Linked DNA regions of Sus scrofa: regions 2 and 3 are each linked to region 1. The links are chromatin contacts, called in public Hi-C maps. All regions are on one chromosome and are shown on one strand. The core of a region is the stretch at or near the end of the contact, and the rest is flanking DNA. Distances in the headings are between cores, read along the strand shown. Region 1 holds the start of CCDC61 (coiled-coil domain-containing protein 61). Region 2 holds the start of SYMPK (symplekin). Region 3 holds the start of IRF2BP1 (interferon regulatory factor 2-binding protein 1).

Region 1 (3,029 bases), core at 133-2,632:
AATGTAGGCCCGTGAGATTTGCTAATTGACAGTATGTGGATGAGAGAACAGGGAGGAGGGAAGGATAATGCCAAGGTTTTTGTCCTGAGTACTTGGAAGGATGGATGGAACTGCCATCAACTGGGTTAGGAGGTTGAAGGGGGAAAACTCCAAGTTTGGTATGGAACAAGTTTTTATTTTTATTTTTTTATTTATTTATTGGTCTTTTCTAGGGCTGCACCCGCAGCATATGGAGGTTCCCAGGCTAGGGGTCTAATCAGAGCTGTAGCAGCCGGCTTACACCACAGTTACAGCAATGTGGGATCCGAGCCACGTCTGCGACCTACACCACAGCTCACAGCAACGCCAGATCCTTAACCCACTGAGCAAGGCCAGGGATCGAAACCACAACCTCATGGGTCCTAGTCGGATTCGTTAACCACTGAGGTATGACGGGAACTTCCTCCTGGGACAAGTTTTTAAAGTCTGTATGTCAGCTGGACTTCCAAGAAGAAAAGAGCCAGCCATTGGACATACGAGTCTAGAGTTCAGGGTTGAGATCCCAAATGAAGATACACACCTGGAAATATTACATAGAGCATATGAAATCAAGAGATTGGGTGAGGCGCCAGAAGGTAAATGGTACAGAGAAGAGATGAGGTCATTCTATCCATGATAAGGCTGGGGCACAAAGGGTTAAACAGCTCGTTCAGTGGCAGGGCCGGTGGCAAAGCCAGTATTCAAACTCAGGCAACCAGACCCCAGAGCCCGCACTCTTAACCACTGGTAGGGTTGCTAGGAAGCTCAGGAGTTAATTCACATAAAACACTTGGTAGGTGCCCGGCGCACAGTAAATCCTCAGTAAACGCTACGTGTATCATTAAGCCTTCTCACCTCGTTAACGCACATCCTCATCCCCGGAGTCCTCACTCATTCCCTCCCTCAATGCTGTTCTTCACCTACCCTCCACTCAAATCAAAGCTTGCAACTGATGGCAGGGACCTCCGCCTCTTCACACAATACTATAATAACCCTTTGCCTTAAAATTTCCCATTAATCGCAAGGCTATTTACAAGGGCCTCTATATTTTATTATCTGCTGTCTCCTACCTTAGCCTTTAAAGAGCCTCCTGCAAAACAGAAAAAATCCCCACCCCCCTCACGTACAGCCCTCTGCCTTACCCCTCACGAAAGCGCCTACCTGTGCTAAAGGGCAACCCCTCCCGATTTCCACACTGTCAGGTTAGCCTCCTGCCCAGCCAACCTCTCTACCTAGAGCACCCCCTCCCCCTAAGATCGCCACCCGGTCCCGCGCACCCTCCGGTCTCGCCGCCCCTCACCTTCCCCACGGACTCTTCTCCTCGCGAGCAGCTCAACTGACGAAGCTCCAGCCCCGCCCCCAGGATCCGGCCTTCCGGCTTTTGATTGGTTCTGGCTTACCCTCCGCCAAGTTCCCATTAGTCAAAACAGATGCCCGTCACTCTAGCCTGCCCCAGAGAAGAACCCGCCCTTCAAAGCTTGCAATTGGCCAACTCAGAAGAGACGTTCCGAAATGGGCTGGGTCAACAGTCTCCTCTCCAACTACTATTGGCCAATAGCTACCGCCAATTATACAAAGAAGGTTGTTCTTCGACCAGGGGAGGAAATCCCAGAATTAGCTCCTTGACTCCGCCCACAACCCTCTGCTGCCAGTAGGCCCGCGCGAGGGGCAGGCGGGAAGAGGGTGGGACGCACATGCGCAGAGGAAGGTCTTGGCCGCCCGTTCAGAAGCTGAGGAAATATTCGCAGGGTAAAAGACTGGTTGAGTTTTGTCATCTGTCAGTGAGTTCCAAGATAGCACTTAGCCGTTTGCAGGCCTTGGCTTATTTAAAGTTAGCAACAACCGTGCAATATAGGTGCTATTATGATCCCCATTTTGCCATTAAGGAAACAGGCTCAGAGAGGTACAGGCCCTGGCCCAGGATCACACAGCTTAAGAACTTTCTATTTTGAATTTATGAGCCATCAATAGGGCGGTTACAGCTTATGGAATTTGGTTGGGGAGTAAAAGAGGGGAACATTCTATAAGAAGAGGAATACAGGAGTTCCCGTCATGGGTCAACAGAAACGAATTTGACTAGAGTTCATGAGGATGCGGGTTCAATCCTTGGCCTTGCTCAGTGGGTTAAGGATCCGGCCTTGCGGATCCTAAATTACATAATAAAAAAGCTGACAACAAATGCTACAAACATTACGAAATCCCGAAAGATGATGTAATGTTTTTATTAATTTGCTGCCTGACACACCTCTGTGGTATGTTCCCTATGTTTTTGGCTGCATATACTTTATTTCATAATATCCTTATTTACAGAGAGAAAAGTAAATTATCCTTCCTCTAGCATACTTGATGGGACTTCTTATTTTTTTTGTTGTTGTTGGTTTTTTTGGATTTGTTTGTTTGTTTGTCTTTTTAGGGCCACACCCACGGCATATGGAGGTTCCCAGGCTAGGGGCTGAGTTGGAGTTGCAGCTGCCGGCCTACACCACAGCCAGCAGCAACACGAGATCCAAGCCTTGTCTGTGACCTACACCACAGCTCACAGGAACGTGGGGTCCTCAATACACTGAGCGAGGCCAGGGATCCAACCTGCATCCTCGTGGCTACTAGTTGGGTTCATTACTGCTGAGCCACAATGGGAACTCCCTTGATGGGACTTTTTTTAGTCGTTTTCTTTTTTCTTTTTTTGGCGGGGGTGGGAGAAGGAGAAAAGATTAGTCTTATTGCTTGGCCAGGCAAAGGGGGCCACATAGAGCTCATGCCTACACAAGCTGTGTGTCCCCTTTTTAGTCATTTTCATTTAGAAATATCTCAGCTTCACAAGTCAGTTTTGGTGATGTCATTTAAGCTTTCTTGGAAATTTGTGAAAACTTGCATAAAGTTTAACTCATGTTAGCTACCTGTTTTGGGAAAGGTTTGCACAGAATAGCTTCTGGTTCAGTCCTTTTAATCCTTGACTCACTATCATTACACAGGTGCTTCTGGAGTGGACCACTAGAGGATCATTCATAGCA
Region 2 (3,029 bases), core at 152-2,651, 110 kb after region 1:
AACATTGAACTTTAACCCTGAGCTCTCAGTTCAGACTTCCCTTAATGGTGACCTCCCTCCACCTCCCATCTCTTAGTCCCTACCTTTTCCCCCAATTCTGGACCCCATTTCCTAATCCCCCAGCTCTGAGTCTTATCTTTGGTTTGTTCACTTTAATTCCTCGGACTTTAGGTCCCTGACACCCAGCTCTCACGTTTAAACTATGACTTGACCCTTGCCTAAATCTTCTTGACTCTCTTTTAAGCCCTCACTCCTACTAGACTGCCTAAGCCGCGCTCTCATGCATTGTCCCCCTTTCTTGACTCCTGCACACCTGGTCTTCGTGTCTCCAGTTCCTCTGCTCCCCAGTTCCAGTCGGGGCCCCCATCTGAGTCCATACCCCAGTCCTTGCCCCCCATTTAGATCCGCACCCTGATTCCTCCCCCCGCCCCCCACTTCCCGCTCCGCCATCCCCGAGGACACACCTCGCCCGCCTCCGGATAGTAGCTCCACTCGGCCAGGTCATGGGCCTCCATCTTCACCGAGCCCAGCATCCCCCGGGCCTGCGCCCCCACCCGCCCCTGCTCCGGCCCCGGGGGGATCGCAGCGGCGCTTCGGATCCCTCAGCCGGCACGGCCCGAGTCCTGACCGGCGCCGGTCCGTCCGACCGCCCAGGGTCCCAGCCGTCCCGGGCGCCGCGGGAGGCGGCCGCGCTTTATAGTCGAGACAACCGCTCCCCCCACCCGCCCTTGCCCGCCCTGGGCTCCCCTCCCGCCTCCCCGAGGGCGGTGTGCCCGTACTGGGGCGCCCCCTGCGGGATTGCGAGGAGACAGACCTCAGGCGCCGGGAGCCGCAGCCCGGGGACGTGAGAGCTGGAGATGGCTGAAGAGCGAGGGAGCTACAGATGGGAGATACTTCTGACAGTAATAACAGCCTCGAGGGCAGAACTCTAGGGCCCCACCCTTCTACCCATCTCGACCGGAGCCAGCGAACAGCCAGAGACCAGCATGTCTGCTGCGAAAGAAAGGGCGCTTAGAGGCGAAGCGGTCTCCAGAGATCCCCATGTGTTCCTCTAAGGACAGTAAGTGATCCTCGAAATCACATTTCTCATTCGACGGACTGGAAGACTGAAGCTACTGATCGCCGGAAATGTTGCAGACCGTGTAAATGGCCAAGACCAAAGGTGGAGGGGATCGGGGCCTCTGCTCATATCTCACTAGGGCAACAGACCACTTCCAACACCTAGGAGCTTCGCTTCCGGGACTCTCCGCTCTCTCTAACAGCAGCCGTCCAGGGACCCAGAACCACTGAGAACTCCATTTCCCAGAAGCCTCTATCTCCCTTTCCGTCCAGCCCCCGTCAAAGGACTATATTTCCCAGAAGGCTTGGCGCCCCAAAGCCGGAAATGAAGGGCGTAGTAGGAAGGCCGCTGGCGCGGCAGAAAGTAGGGGCGGAGTCCGGCCGCAGAGTGGACTCCAATTCCCAGCGACTCTGCGTGCGGGACGCGTGCGCAGTGTCACGGCGGCGAGCGGAAGATGGCGGCGGCGGCGTCTGGGAAGAGGCGCTGCTGAGGGGGCGCGAGGGGGACGGAGGCCCGAGCCGTGGTGAGCGGGGGGTGGCGTGGGGGCCCGGGGACGAAGGGAGAAAGAACGCTGAAAGGGCAGAAGCGCTGTCGGGGGCAATGGGGACGCTGAGAGGAGAGGGAAGCAGTGACTCTCGGGACCGCAGTGTCTTCCCCGGCTCAGGACCCTCCCGTGGCTGCTTAGTGCCCTCAGGGCAAAGTTCCAACGTGGCCCCCAAGGCGCGTACGCCCCGCGGGCCGCGGCTCTGCCTCTTTGCTGGTTCCTCACTTTGCACACCTGCTCTGGCCTCTCGGTTCCGCACACTCGCCGTACGCCTTCCCGCCTCAGGCTTTTTGCACATGCAGTCCCCTCTGTCTCAACATCCCTTTTACTCATTCCGCCAGGCTAACTCCCATTCATCTTTTGGGTCTCCGTACCAACGTCACTTCCTCTACCAAGCCCTCCTTTCCCGCCCTCCGTTCCGCAGTCCGCCTGTTTTATGCTCTCATGGGTCCCTGTTCCTTTCCTTTCAGTCATTTGGGGTCTCGTTTGTTATTGGGCCTTTATTTGTGTGGCTCGTTAGTTCTGTCTGTGACCACGAATTCCACGGGGGCAGGGACTGGGTGTGTGTTGGTCACCGCCGTGTTCCCAGCACAGCACGGTTACGCTAAAAATGCTCAGTTAATGTTCGTTGAATGAATGAAAGATAGTCATGGGACCACTCTGTGTATGAGAGGAGTGGTCATACGCCCGGGTGGGAGTAGGGCAGTGGGACTTCCTACTGGACTCCCTAAGGAATACGCGGGGGAGTTCCTGTTGTGGCTCAGCGGGTTACAAACCCACCTAGTATCCGTGAGGATGCGGGTTCGATCCCTGGGCTCGCCCTGTGGGTTGAGGCAAGCATTGCTGGAAGCTGCAGCATAGATCAGACACAGCTTGGATCCAGCGTTGCTGTGGCTATGGTGTAGGCTGGCAGCTGCAGCTCTGATTTTACCCCTAGCCTGGGAACTTACATTTGCTGCAGGTGCGGCCCTAAAAAGCAAAAAAAAAAAAAAAAAAAAAAAAAAAAAAAGTGCTCCAGAGATCCGGAAGAGGAAGAAATGTTTGTTGGTAGTAGCAAAAGACTACAACCACCGCAGATGTCTTTAGTAGGGAGACTGGCGGGGTTGGGGGGCAGTGAGCAGTCACATAATAAAATATTATGCAACTGTTAAAAATAAATGAGGGGGAGTTATCTTTGTGGCTCAGCGGTTAATGATCGCGACCAGGGTACACGAGGATGCTGGTTTGACCCTAGCCTCGTTCAGTGGATTAAGGATCCAGCGTTGCTGTGAGCTGTGGTGTAGATCGCAGAAATGGCTTGGATCTGGTGTTGCTGTGACTGTGGCATAGGCTGGCAGCTGCAGCTCCAATTCAACCCCTAACCTGGGAATTTCCACATGCAGTGGATGCGTCCCTAAACAGCAAAAAAGAAAAAGAAAACGAAAG
Region 3 (3,029 bases), core at 206-2,705, 94 kb after region 1:
CCAAGCTAAGCATTTATATGCATGTTTGCATTTTAACCTGAAGGTACTCGATGAAAAGCAGATTCTACGGGGTCTTCATTTTTTTCCTGAGAAGTTTAGAGACTTGCCCTAAATTTGTCCGGTGACAATCCAGTTCATCTCAAGGCAGCATCTGGCCAAAACTCCTTACTCCCACTACTGTTAACTAAAGCTGGTTAAGGATCCAGGGTTATCACTGCAGTAGCTTGGGTCACTGCTATGGCACCAGTTCCATCCCTAGCCTCCATATGCCACAGGAAGCAGCCCTAGAGAAAGCAAAAAGACCAAAAAAAAAAAAAAAAAAAAAAAAAAAAAAAAAAGGCCCAAAGACAATTTTAGGAGATACATGGATGGCCTTTTTAATGGCTCTATATGTACACAGGTTTTTTTTGTTGTTCGTTTATTTATTTTTTGCTTTTTTTTTTTTTTTTAAAGGCCGCACCTGCAACATGTGGAAGTTCCCAGGCTAGGGGTCAAATCAGAGGTGCAGCTACTGCCCTATGCCGCAACAACGCCAGATTGGAGCCCCATCTGCAACCTATGCTGCAACTTGTGGCAATGCCGGATCTTTAACCCTCTGAGCCTGGCTAGGGATCGAACTGGCATCCTTATGAATACTAGTCGGGTTTGTTACTGTTGAGCCACGACAGGAACTCCATATATACGTAATTTTAACTTATTTTATAAAAATGTGTACAGCACACACAAAAAAGTATAGTACATAAAACCCATGATTATGGGAGTTCCCGTCGTGGCGCAGTGGTTGACGAATCCGACTAGGAACCATAAGGTTGCGGGTTCGATCCCTGCCCTTGCTCAGTGGGTTAATGATCCGGCGTTGCCGTGAGCTGTGGTGTAGGTTGCAGACGCAGCTCCGATCCCGCGTTGCTGTGGCTCTGGCGTAGGCTGGTGGCTATGGCTCCGATTCGACCCCTAGCCTGGGAACCTCCATATGCCACGGGAGTGGCCCAAGAAATAGCAAAAAGACCAAAAAAAAAAAAAAAAAAAAATCCAACCCATGATTATGCACATACTGCTTAGGATGGAGCAGAAATAAACTTCTTTTTCTCGGGAATCAACTTCAAGAAAAATGTCAAAATAATACAAGTCGTGAACAAAATTGTGAAGCTGAGACTGCAAATCAGACCTGCTATGGTTGCAGTGGAATAAGGGAGAGTTGGCAGGTATTCCCTGATTAGTTTGAAAACCACTAATGAGTGCAACTCACAAATAATTCAAAATATTTTTGAGCGCTTAACAGGAACCTAGGCCTAAAGAGGGGAAGAGGCTGACGTGGGTTAGAGTCTGGAGACCCTTCTCCACCCTCCACATACCCACGCTTCCAAGCCTGCCCTGCGGGGTGCGGTCGCCAGGAAGAAAACACGGGGGTCCCCATAGCCTGCATAGGCCTAGATGGTAGTAAGCAATCAGGGTTGGAGAAGGGTGGTCTAGCTCTTGTTCTCCCCAGAAACTAAGCACCCCCCACCCCCAACTTTGCCATCCCTGCCCTCCTTCCCTTCCTCAACATTAATGAGCCATACAGGGTGAGGGTCCTTTCAATTTGGTGCTGGGAAAACATGGAAACACCTTCCATAAATTGCGCGCGCGCTGGGGGGGGGGGGGGGGACTGTAAGGACAGACAGCGGGAATCGGGAAGGCCTCCCCCAACCTTCCAGACTGCGGAAGTGCGTCAGCTTGTTGGCCCCGCAGGGCATTTTGGGAATTGTAGTGAAGTTGGGAGGGGGGCGGTGACACTGACGGTGTAACCCTTTGGAGACCAGAGCGCTTTGGCAGGGCTGGAACAGAATTGGGGGCGCCCCACCACTCCCTTCAGCAGATAAGGCAGCTGAGGCTGGCAACTTCAGTTCTCTCCTTTCTCCGGATGTTGCTGGCTCCAATCAGAGGCTGCCATTCAAGATTTGGGGCAAGAAGAAGTGCCAAGTGAACAGCCCTGCCCAACGCTTAAGTTGCCTGCTTCCCGTCCCCCTGTCCTGAAACCTTCCAATCAAGACCCCTCCGCCCCGCCCCAGGAGCGACTGCCTCCGTAGCCAGTCATTGGCCCACCTTTGAAGGGCGGGAATTGAGCTTCAGAGAAGGCAAGATTTTTGCCTAAAGCCGCACAGCAAGTCGGAACAGAAGCTGGATGCCCGGAAGCCTGTCCACCTCCTACAATTTTTGAGTCCGTCGTGGCGCTCGCCATTTGTATCACATCCCTGTTTCCAACCCTTGTGCTCGAAATGCTCGGAGCAAGCCAAACTCCCTGCCCCGCGGCGACGAGTGGTAAAGGTCGCGCAGCGGCGAGCCCGCGCCGTCCTCTGCTGCCTGCCGTCCCCTTTAAGAGCCGGCCCCGGCGGGACTACGTTTCCCAGAAGGCTTTGCCGGCGCGTTATGTAACTTTCCCTGCGAAACGGCCTCTGGGGCAGAAGGAGGTGGAGGCGGCGGTGGCAGCCGTTGGAGCGGAGGTGGCGGGAGCGGCGGGAGCCCGAGGCGGCGGCGCTCGCGGCCCATCGCGGGGCCCGAGCTGTGCGCCTCGGCCCGGAGCCCGGAGCAGGCTGGGGCGCCGACGTACCTTTGCCTGCCTTTTCGAGGAGGCGGGAGTGAGGAAAAAGGCTTAGGGCCCGGGGGGCGGGGAAGGGGGGCCGGGCCTGGATCCGCGGGGAGGCCGAGCCAGAGGCCCGACTGTGGCTCGCGCGGTCCTGGGGACACAAATCGAACGTCGGCAGTGCGGATCGAACGGCGGCGGGTGGATTGAGGGGTCCTGAAGGCGCGCGTTTGGGGGCTATGGCGTCCGTGCAGGCGTCCCGCCGCCAGTGGTGCTACCTGTGCGACCTGCCCAAGATGCCGTGGGCCATGGTGTGGGACTTCAGTGAGGCCGTGTGCCGCGGCTGCGTGAACTTCGAGGGCGCAGATCGCATCGAGCTGCTCATCGATGCTGCCCGCCAGCTCAAGCGCAGCCACGTGCTCCCCGAGGGCCGCTCGCCGGGGCCCCCGGCCCTCAAGCACCCGGCCAC

What was found. Hi-C and Micro-C count contacts between places; a contact is called where the count stands out from the background.
Region 2: a contact with region 1 is called in a Hi-C map of liver, with 4 times the contacts expected there. The contact joins the promoter of SYMPK here to the promoter of CCDC61 in region 1. A contact is called at or near these places in 1 of 5 promoter capture datasets (liver) and 1 of 47 Hi-C or Micro-C datasets (liver).
Region 3: a contact with region 1 is called in a Hi-C map of skeletal muscle, with 11 times the contacts expected there. The contact joins the promoter of IRF2BP1 here to the promoter of CCDC61 in region 1. A contact is called at or near these places in 3 of 47 Hi-C or Micro-C datasets (heart right ventricle, liver and skeletal muscle).

What each region holds. Positions count from the first base shown.
Region 1 is chr6:52,292,871-52,295,899 of Sscrofa11.1, reverse strand. It overlaps CCDC61 (coiled-coil domain-containing protein 61), which reads right to left and starts at 1,382. Exons shown (of 15, transcript XM_021094596.1): 1 at 1,319-1,382.
Region 2 is chr6:52,178,754-52,181,782 of Sscrofa11.1, reverse strand. SYMPK (symplekin) reads left to right here and starts at 1,401. Exons shown (of 27, transcript XM_005664608.3): 1 at 1,401-1,583. FOXA3 (hepatocyte nuclear factor 3-gamma) reads right to left here and starts at 688. Exons shown (of 2, transcript XM_003127229.4): 1 at 465-688. The coding sequence starts at 533.
Region 3 is chr6:52,198,636-52,201,664 of Sscrofa11.1, reverse strand. It overlaps IRF2BP1 (interferon regulatory factor 2-binding protein 1), which reads left to right and starts at 1,455. Exons shown (of 1, transcript XM_003127228.4): 1 at 1,455-3,029. The coding sequence starts at 2,800.